Regions from separate parts of the Bombyx mori genome. Here region 2 is linked to region 1. A link is a contact called in public Hi-C data. All regions are on one chromosome and are shown on one strand. Each heading gives the region's core, a stretch centred on a gene start, on an enhancer-like site or on the middle of the called end of the contact. The rest is flanking DNA. Distances are from core to core; before and after follow the strand shown. Region 1 overlaps LOC101741085 (protein cueball). Region 2 holds the start of LOC101741085 (protein cueball).

Region 1 (3,940 bases), core at 823-3,322:
CATTCCTTCATTCCGAGGGATGCAAGTCATTATATTAGACAACTAGCGACCCGCCCTCGCTTCGCTTCGGAAACATTAAAACACACATGAAACCAAAAAATAAAAATAAAAAAAAAATTAAAAAAAGTAGCCTATGTTCATCAGGGACAATGTCGGCTTCTAATGGAAAAATAATTTTTCAAATCGGTCCAGTAGTTTCGGAGCCTATTCGAAACAAACAAACAAACAAATCTTTCCTCTTTATAATATTAGTATAGATGTTTAAAGATGATTCGACTCACCGTCTCACAGATGTTCATATTGCAACAGTTCTCGATGGTTATCTCGCACTGGTCGGGGCGCGCCGTCATTGGTGTTACATTCTTGTTCACAATGAAACGCTTCTTTATTCTGTAGACGGAATGTAATGCAAAATTAATATGTCAACATCGTAACAAAGCGACTGGTCTAATGAGTAAGACTTTCGGCGTATCGGATAATACGTTTACTCTGTGATTTAAATACTAAAGACAAGTAAATTATGTTCTAACTTAACAAATGTTCACGATTGACTTCCACTTTGAAGGAACAACATCGTGTATTAAAAATCAAACCCGCAAAATTATAATCTGCGTAATTACTGGTGGTAGGGCCTGTTGCGTCCGCCCGGGTAGATACCACTACCCTGCCTATTTCTGCCGTGAAGCAGTAATGCGTTACGGTTTGAAGGGTGGGGCAGCCATTGTAACTATACTAAGACCTTAGAACTCATATCTTAAGGTGGATGGCGGAATTTACGTTGTAGATGTCTATGGGCTCCAGTAACCACTTAACACCAGGTAGGCTGTGAGCAGGTCTGCCCATGTAAGTAAAAAAAAACAAGATTGTATATTAGAAAACAGCCAATAAGATAAACGTACCTTGGTCTCTTCGTCAGCTGCATGATTTTAGTGATGAGCATAACGCAAGTGATGGCCAACACCCCGCATATCACGCCCAACGCTATTAAGCTTCTATCGACGCCGGAGTCGCCTGAATCTACGAATTCTCCATCACCGCTTGCCATCCTTTCCGATTCGAATGCATCAGCGGCCGCCCGGATAGAGGTGCAACTGGAAATAAAATATGTAGTTATTTTACAAGTGATATATGAAATCAGTCTTGAAAAAACAATTATTATTTTTTATTGAATTTGATTTATTTATTTAAACTTGTGCACGAAACGTGATGAATTCGTTATGGAATAAAAATGACACATCAAATAATCTACAATCTAATTAAAAATTAAAAATAATAGCGTGAAAACCCACATATATCGCGATATAATGTAAAAAGTATAAAACAAAATTTGTCAATTAATATTTTATTTTATAATACTCGTAGATAAAAAAATTACGAACGATGATATTATTTTCAAGAAAAATTTGTCAAGACGATAATATGAATATGTTTCTAAATTATTTTTTCGTTTACAAAACCTGCAGGTTATTTGTTACGCATGTCTTAAAATATAATCATCACAATCTTCTTATTATTATGACGATAACAAGTTACACGTTGCCCGTACTAAATCGGTAGCGCCCCACAGACACAGCCTACTGAGTTTCTCACCGGATGTTATCAGTGGGTCCCGATTCTGATCCGGTAGTAGAATCAGCGAAGCACTGCTCTTACTAGGACTAGTGTTAGTAAGTATTGTCAATTTGAGTCAGCGCGTAGTTGGAATAGCACCCTTTTTTTGTACAGTAAAACACCCGATCTCCCCCCGACCGGCAGGTGGGGTATGTGGGAGTTGAACCTCACCAAAACTCCTGCCGCTCACAGCCGGCGCCCGACCCCCGGACCGGGCCGGAGCCTAGTCGTGGCCATTGAGACGGCGAGACAGGGTTGACGCAGAGCATATTACATTCATCCCGCCGTCCCAAGGACGCCGGCGATACGACTACCGGTTCCCTCAGGTCGACATGCCGGGAACCCGCCTTGATGGCACCGCGCTGCAACTTCCCCTGGAGTGGTTGAGGGAATGTGGCCTACCATCACCCGGCTTCTCATGACGGGTGAGCGTACCGGGCACGCCGCCCCACGCCTCCTCGCATAAAGCGGGTGGAGCCCGAAGCTCTTAGGGGGCCGTGTCACGGATGAGACCCCGGTCCCGACCCTCTGCTCGGAGGTGGCGTTTTTCTGCGTAGTGAGGAAGGAGAGCTTTGCGTTACTCGCCCCGCCGCCTCCTTCCGCGAGATGGTGCACTCGTAGAAGTCGAGCATAGCCTTCCAGAACTCGTCGCCGCCAAGCATCGATGCCACGGTTTCAGGCAGGGACAAATCCGGTCCTATCTTTGCAGGACACGGCGCTGCACTTCCCTAGCGGGGCAGACAGCGAGCGTATGCTCCGCCGTGCTCTCCAGGTCGTCTCCATAATAGTAGTACCTCGTCCTCGGCTCAGCAAGCTCCGGTGCAGGTGAAATAGGCCCTTAGACTATTAGGTATATTGGATTTTGTATATTGGAATTATTTGAATATGGATTTATCGTTTTATATTTTAAATACGTCGCAAAAATGCTACAATTAAACAATATTGGTAAAAATACAGAATTATCGTGTTTTATTGCGTTCTTTTTATACATGATAACACTAATCATTAGAAATTCAATATTTATATGAATAGATTAAGATGGTATAATGCCGAAAAAACAATGATAACATTGAAATTTATCTAACTGCGCATTTCTAATTTGCATCGAATTCCTGTTTTAATCTTTTTTTATTTTTATTGTACAAACTCTAGACTTCACTACTACTACGCTTAAATATATGAATTCGCATCTTTTTATTGTTTTGATTTTAAATAATGTTTACTTATTACGGTTATCTTTATTATTAGAATTATGTGTGTTCTATGATTTTGCAAACTTTAGCGTTTTTATAAAAAAATTGCTGTGACGGTCCATGATAACCCTTATAAACATATGAACAGTGAGTCTTGTTAAAAAGACAATCCTGCCCATCCCACAGCTTCGGTTTTATTTAGATTTACAGAAAATTTTGATATTTTTATCATAAAACTGAAATAAAGACATATCCAGATCCCTTATCTCCCGGTTATTCGTGACCACAAGAACAAAACAATCGAGATGTTGAAAATTGTAACGCGAATAAAACAAATGCGATATTTGTTATAATTAAAATACTTATTTTATAATTTTTTGTTAGGCTCCATGTTATTCGCCGAAAAAAACAAAACCTTAATTTTACATTTAATAGTAATAATTTTATAAAATGCCAATATATCACTTACTTGCAATTATCGCTTGAAGTGGACGGGATTCTTGGTAAATCACTAGTATTATATGTTTTAGCTATTTCAGTAACAGTGCTTGTAGTAGACTCAATGTTTTTGCTTGTGGTCGTGGCCCGTACATCGGTTTCACATCTAGAACCTTCGTGTCCTAGCTGACATTTACAAATTGGCTTCAGTTTATCATCCACAGTACAGGCACCGCTGTTCAGACAGTAACCGCGACAAATATTGATTTCGCATCTTCTACCGGAGTATCCCTCTTTACATCTGTCAAGAAACAAGAGTTTAAGTAACGTATACACAGTACTTATATTTCAGCGTTTCTTTATCCAAAAGCGGTACATTAAAAATCGTTGCTACATACCCGCATTGTGGTTGTCCGTCTTTATTGAGTGTGCAGTCTCCATTAAAACAATAGTTCATGCAAACGAATGCTTCACATCTCTCCCTATAGATTCCTTCGGGACATTTGCAACTGAATCGGTTCTCATTTGTAGCATCGTGTTCACAGAATTCAGTGTAGTCGATAGCCGGTAGAGCTGTGGTCGTCTCTTGGACGCGTTTGCTCTCCGTCAAATTCGACAAATGTTGACATTCTTCGATGTTACGGATTTGATCCTCGATTTTGTAATGAGCAAATATATCGATTATTTCGTTGCTGGAT
Region 2 (3,940 bases), core at 768-3,267, 36 kb after region 1:
AACAAATAAAATTTAATGACATTTAATTTATTATTTAAGAATTCGAAAGATCGAAAATTCATTCAAATCAAGACGGGGCCGTGTTTTGTGAAATATAAACTTGGGATGTACTGTCATAATCTAACACGGTCGTAACAACGACATCAACATATTTTACTTAAAGAACAATGGCGATTATACTCGCAATGATTGCGATGAAATTCATTTTCACTTCATTACTTCGTAAGTAACTTGAAGTTTTTACAATCTTTCAATTTTGTTGATTAGTGTTTTGCTGATTACATTGCTAAGGCTGATTATTAAATTCACTTATAAAGTTCCGATATACCATCCTGTATATTTCGGCAGCGAAACAATCATATTGTTTGGAGAATGAGAACAGTTTTCAAAATGAAGGGTTCTTTGTAATTAGTCAATTCATCAATTAAAGTTGAATCCAATGTCAAAATTGTAAAAAATCAGTTGACTATTCCGTGCACCTGGTCAGTTTTCAAGACTTTGTTTAGAGCTGCCAAATATTTTAACAGGAAACATTATGGTTCAAGAACGCAGTAATGTGACCTAACACATAATAAATTTCTTAAATTTTTTCAAAAGAAATTGGGCCATTTAGTTGTAAGGGAAGCCCGCGGTTACAACTACTTAATATCGCTTCTGACCTTGTTTACCCTTCAAACCCTTTGCGGCAGAATTAGGTCGGACCTTGGTAGGTATCTAGAGGTCTCAAATTTTGGTCAGTATTAAGATAGGAAATAGGAGTTAGGCACAAAAATAGGCGCGGCAAATACGAATGATGACTGTGAAGTTGCGAGTGGCATTAGCTAATGCGGAGGCTAGGGTTGTACTAATGCCAATGCGGAGGCTAGGGTTGTACTACCGTATCTGCCATGCTGTTCCTGACTGGATCATTATAGTCGTGTATTTTTATTGTGTCAGAGAATTGTTTTTGTAGCGAGTGCCAGTACACCAGGGTCAAAGCCAAGCTGCTCCCTATCTCTACGTCCAAAATATCCTATTAATTACAAGCGAAGTTATCAAAAAGATCAATTAAGAATATCATCTACTTTCTAAAATTTTTTTAGCTAATAGGCCTACAATTCGGTCTATTTCAACTTAACAACGTTAAAATGTTTGCCTAACTGAATTATTTCAGATCCTTTCAAATACTATAAAAAAGTTTATTAGTAAGAGCTATTATTATTTATTAAGTATTTGTTTGTTTACTTTTTTTTTCTTCTGATTAAACAAACACGTGGAATTCTAACCTGTATTTTTTCATCAAAGAAATTAAGTATGAAAACAGATCTGTTTTAATTAAAATAAGATGCATGAAAAATCACCCAATATTAGGTGACTTAGTTTCATAACTGCGATTTTCTCACAACTTTCCCATATTTCAGTGCTAATAGCCCTTCAGATTTAAAGCGGTTACATGAAGTCTTCTATTTAGTTGGATATAAACGCTATACAATTCGGTCGCGTATACATGAACCGTTTGTAGTGGCCTACGTGACTCAGAGTCCCCGTGCAATGGCGTCGCCGTGCCAAGCGAATAACCACCTTATCGACATCGGTCGCCGACTCTCTTCTATTAATTTACGAAACGTATTCATATACACTTGACAACGTATCTGTCAGCGTTGTGTAGAAAAAGGAATTCGTTATATAACAGTAAAAAATAGCACGTGCCCTCGAGTCAGGGATCAGCTGATTTTACTCACCCCAGGAGAACGCGCGGGCCGCGTTCACCAGCAGCGCGCCCACGAAAAACCATTGAAACTTCAACATTTTATTAAACGAACGATGCGTTCTCAGCTTTGGATGCACGTTTATATTGAAAAATTTATGCACGAGTTTCAGGCCAATGTCGTGCAGGCAACGCGAGACGCGACCGCACCGCTTGCGTGTTAAACCGAAACTAAAGGCAAAAGCTGCCGGTTTGCCGCGTCAAACCGAAATCTAAATAGGTTCATTGAAAAATATTTCGCGCATGCCCGCCCGCCTGCGTTATCAGGTTTATCATCATGCGACGTAATTTTGGCATGTTCCGTAGTAAGTGCCCTTGAAACATACCTAGTTCAAAGTAATTGATTCCCAATAGTCGGTGTCAGCAGGTACATGAATTTTACTGCTAACTCAGCATTTCGATTATGAAACTTTCAAGTACGCTTTATTGCAAGGTTCGTTTGAAGGGCAAAAGATTTCAACGCAATACCCTTTAATGTATTAAACTATAAATTTTAAGATCTTAGCTATATTATTGTCATAAATAAGCATTCATATTATGCATCTTATTAAGACATTAAGCTAAATCATTTTTTTAGTCAGATTAATTTGGACAGAACTTTACAATTTTTTTTTAAGACAAAATAAAAAGTACATAATAATATTCTTTACGCACCCAATAGTTACGAAATTGGATGTTTTAATTTTACTAATAAAGGTATCGCAAATATTGGTATATCTTTGGCTCAATAGATAAAATAATATGTTTTCATCTTTATTTGTTGAGTTTTGCTGTATAAGGGGATAAGTGTGATACCAACGTGTTTTCTCCTACTATTAGTTAACTTGATAACAAGCAGAATGTATTTTTTACAGGTAGGTACCATTAGCTGCTCGATAATGAAGGCAACAACATTTCTTTTGATAAGAAGAGTCAATAAAGGAAGATAGCTTAACTCGCGTCTTACATTGTAGGTATACGTATCAACGTTATGAAATGTTTATAATAGTAAATAATGGTGTTTCGCCCCCGAACAGATCTGCTTTCCTCTGAAGGTAAGCGGATCAACGATCTCGTCAGATCTTCTCAGTGGGTCGCGATTCCGATCCGGTGATAGATTCTGCGAAGCACTGCTCTTGCTAGGGCTAGTGTCAGCAAATTCTCTCAGGTTGAGCACGTGAGCTCACCTACCCGTCCGGACGTCGCTGGAATAGCCCCCTAGGCTACCAGCGAATTGGTAGGGAAAAACAATCCGCTTTGTAGAGTTGGGACAGCCATTGAGCCCGTCGCTTGCGACGAAGGGCTCGGCGTGTAAATTAACCCACAGATACAGCTCACTGAGTTTCTCGCCGGATCTTCTGTAGGTCACGTTTCCGATCCGGTGGTAGATTCTGCGAAGCTCGGCTCTTGCTAGGGTGTTAGCAACGTCGTCAGGTTTGACCCCTGAGCTCACCTACTATTTCGGTGAATCTAGAATAACCCCTCGAGGTTACTAGATTACGTAGGAAAATAAGTAAATAATACAAAAGCCGCTCCGACCTCATGTCTCAAAGTGGGTGGTTGCAGTTAGGTTGTGATGTCTATGGCCTACTGCTACCGCTTTACACTCATAATAAAACACTCATTTGAAACGGGTTGGCCAAATCAGGGTTCTAAAAGCAAGAACTTCATTTTAATTAAGTAGTTTATACTTTTAGTTGTCACAGAAAACTATAAAGTAATCGAAACGTTGCAAAGGTATTTCTTTATTATTATTGAAAAAGTATGTTTTTAAATTGTTTACAATTACGTTCAGAACGCATGACAATCTTAGAAACACACGGTGGTAGGAGTTTTTTTTTTTTCTAAATTAATAAATAAATATTTACTAACAATCACGCCACGTTAACTGGTCCCGTGATAAGTTCGTAAAGAACTTGTGTTAAAGGTACCAGATAACGGAAATAAATGTAAGGTTTTTATTATACACATACATCTATTTAATATATGTACATCCATGACCCTGGAAAAGACATTTTATATTTATCATACAAATATCTTCCCTTGGCGGGATTCGAACTCGCGACCACCTTGTGTAGTGACCATGTCACTTACCACTACACCAGACGGACGGGCGGACGGAGATTAAACTGTCAATTATATTGTTGATTAGCTGCTCTCTTTAAATTACGTCAAAGTTCAACTGTAATTGCGCAATTTATCAGTGAATTCGAT

The links. A called contact is a pair of places that touch in the nucleus more often than the background predicts.
Region 2: a Hi-C map of middle silk gland shows a contact between it and region 1, with 1.4 times the contacts expected there. The contact joins the promoter of LOC101741085 here to the enhancer-like site in region 1. A contact is called at or near these places in 4 of 7 Hi-C or Micro-C datasets (middle silk gland, posterior silk gland and whole pupa).

What each region holds. Positions count from the first base shown.
Region 1 is chr11:9,349,564-9,353,503 of ASM3026992v2, forward strand. LOC101741085 (protein cueball) reads right to left here. Exons shown (of 7, transcript XM_038013745.2): 3 at 3,641-3,940; 4 at 3,274-3,543; 5 at 900-1,091; 6 at 282-390. Among protein-coding and RNA genes, the nearest start is that of LOC101741085, 36 kb to the right of the region's middle. Within about 2 kb of position 2,073, at least 4 of the 8 cell types and tissues checked have open chromatin away from gene starts, as enhancers often do.
Region 2 is chr11:9,385,875-9,389,814 of ASM3026992v2, forward strand. It overlaps LOC101741085 (protein cueball), which reads right to left and starts at 2,018. Exons shown (of 7, transcript XM_038013745.2): 1 at 1,722-2,018. The coding sequence starts at 1,788.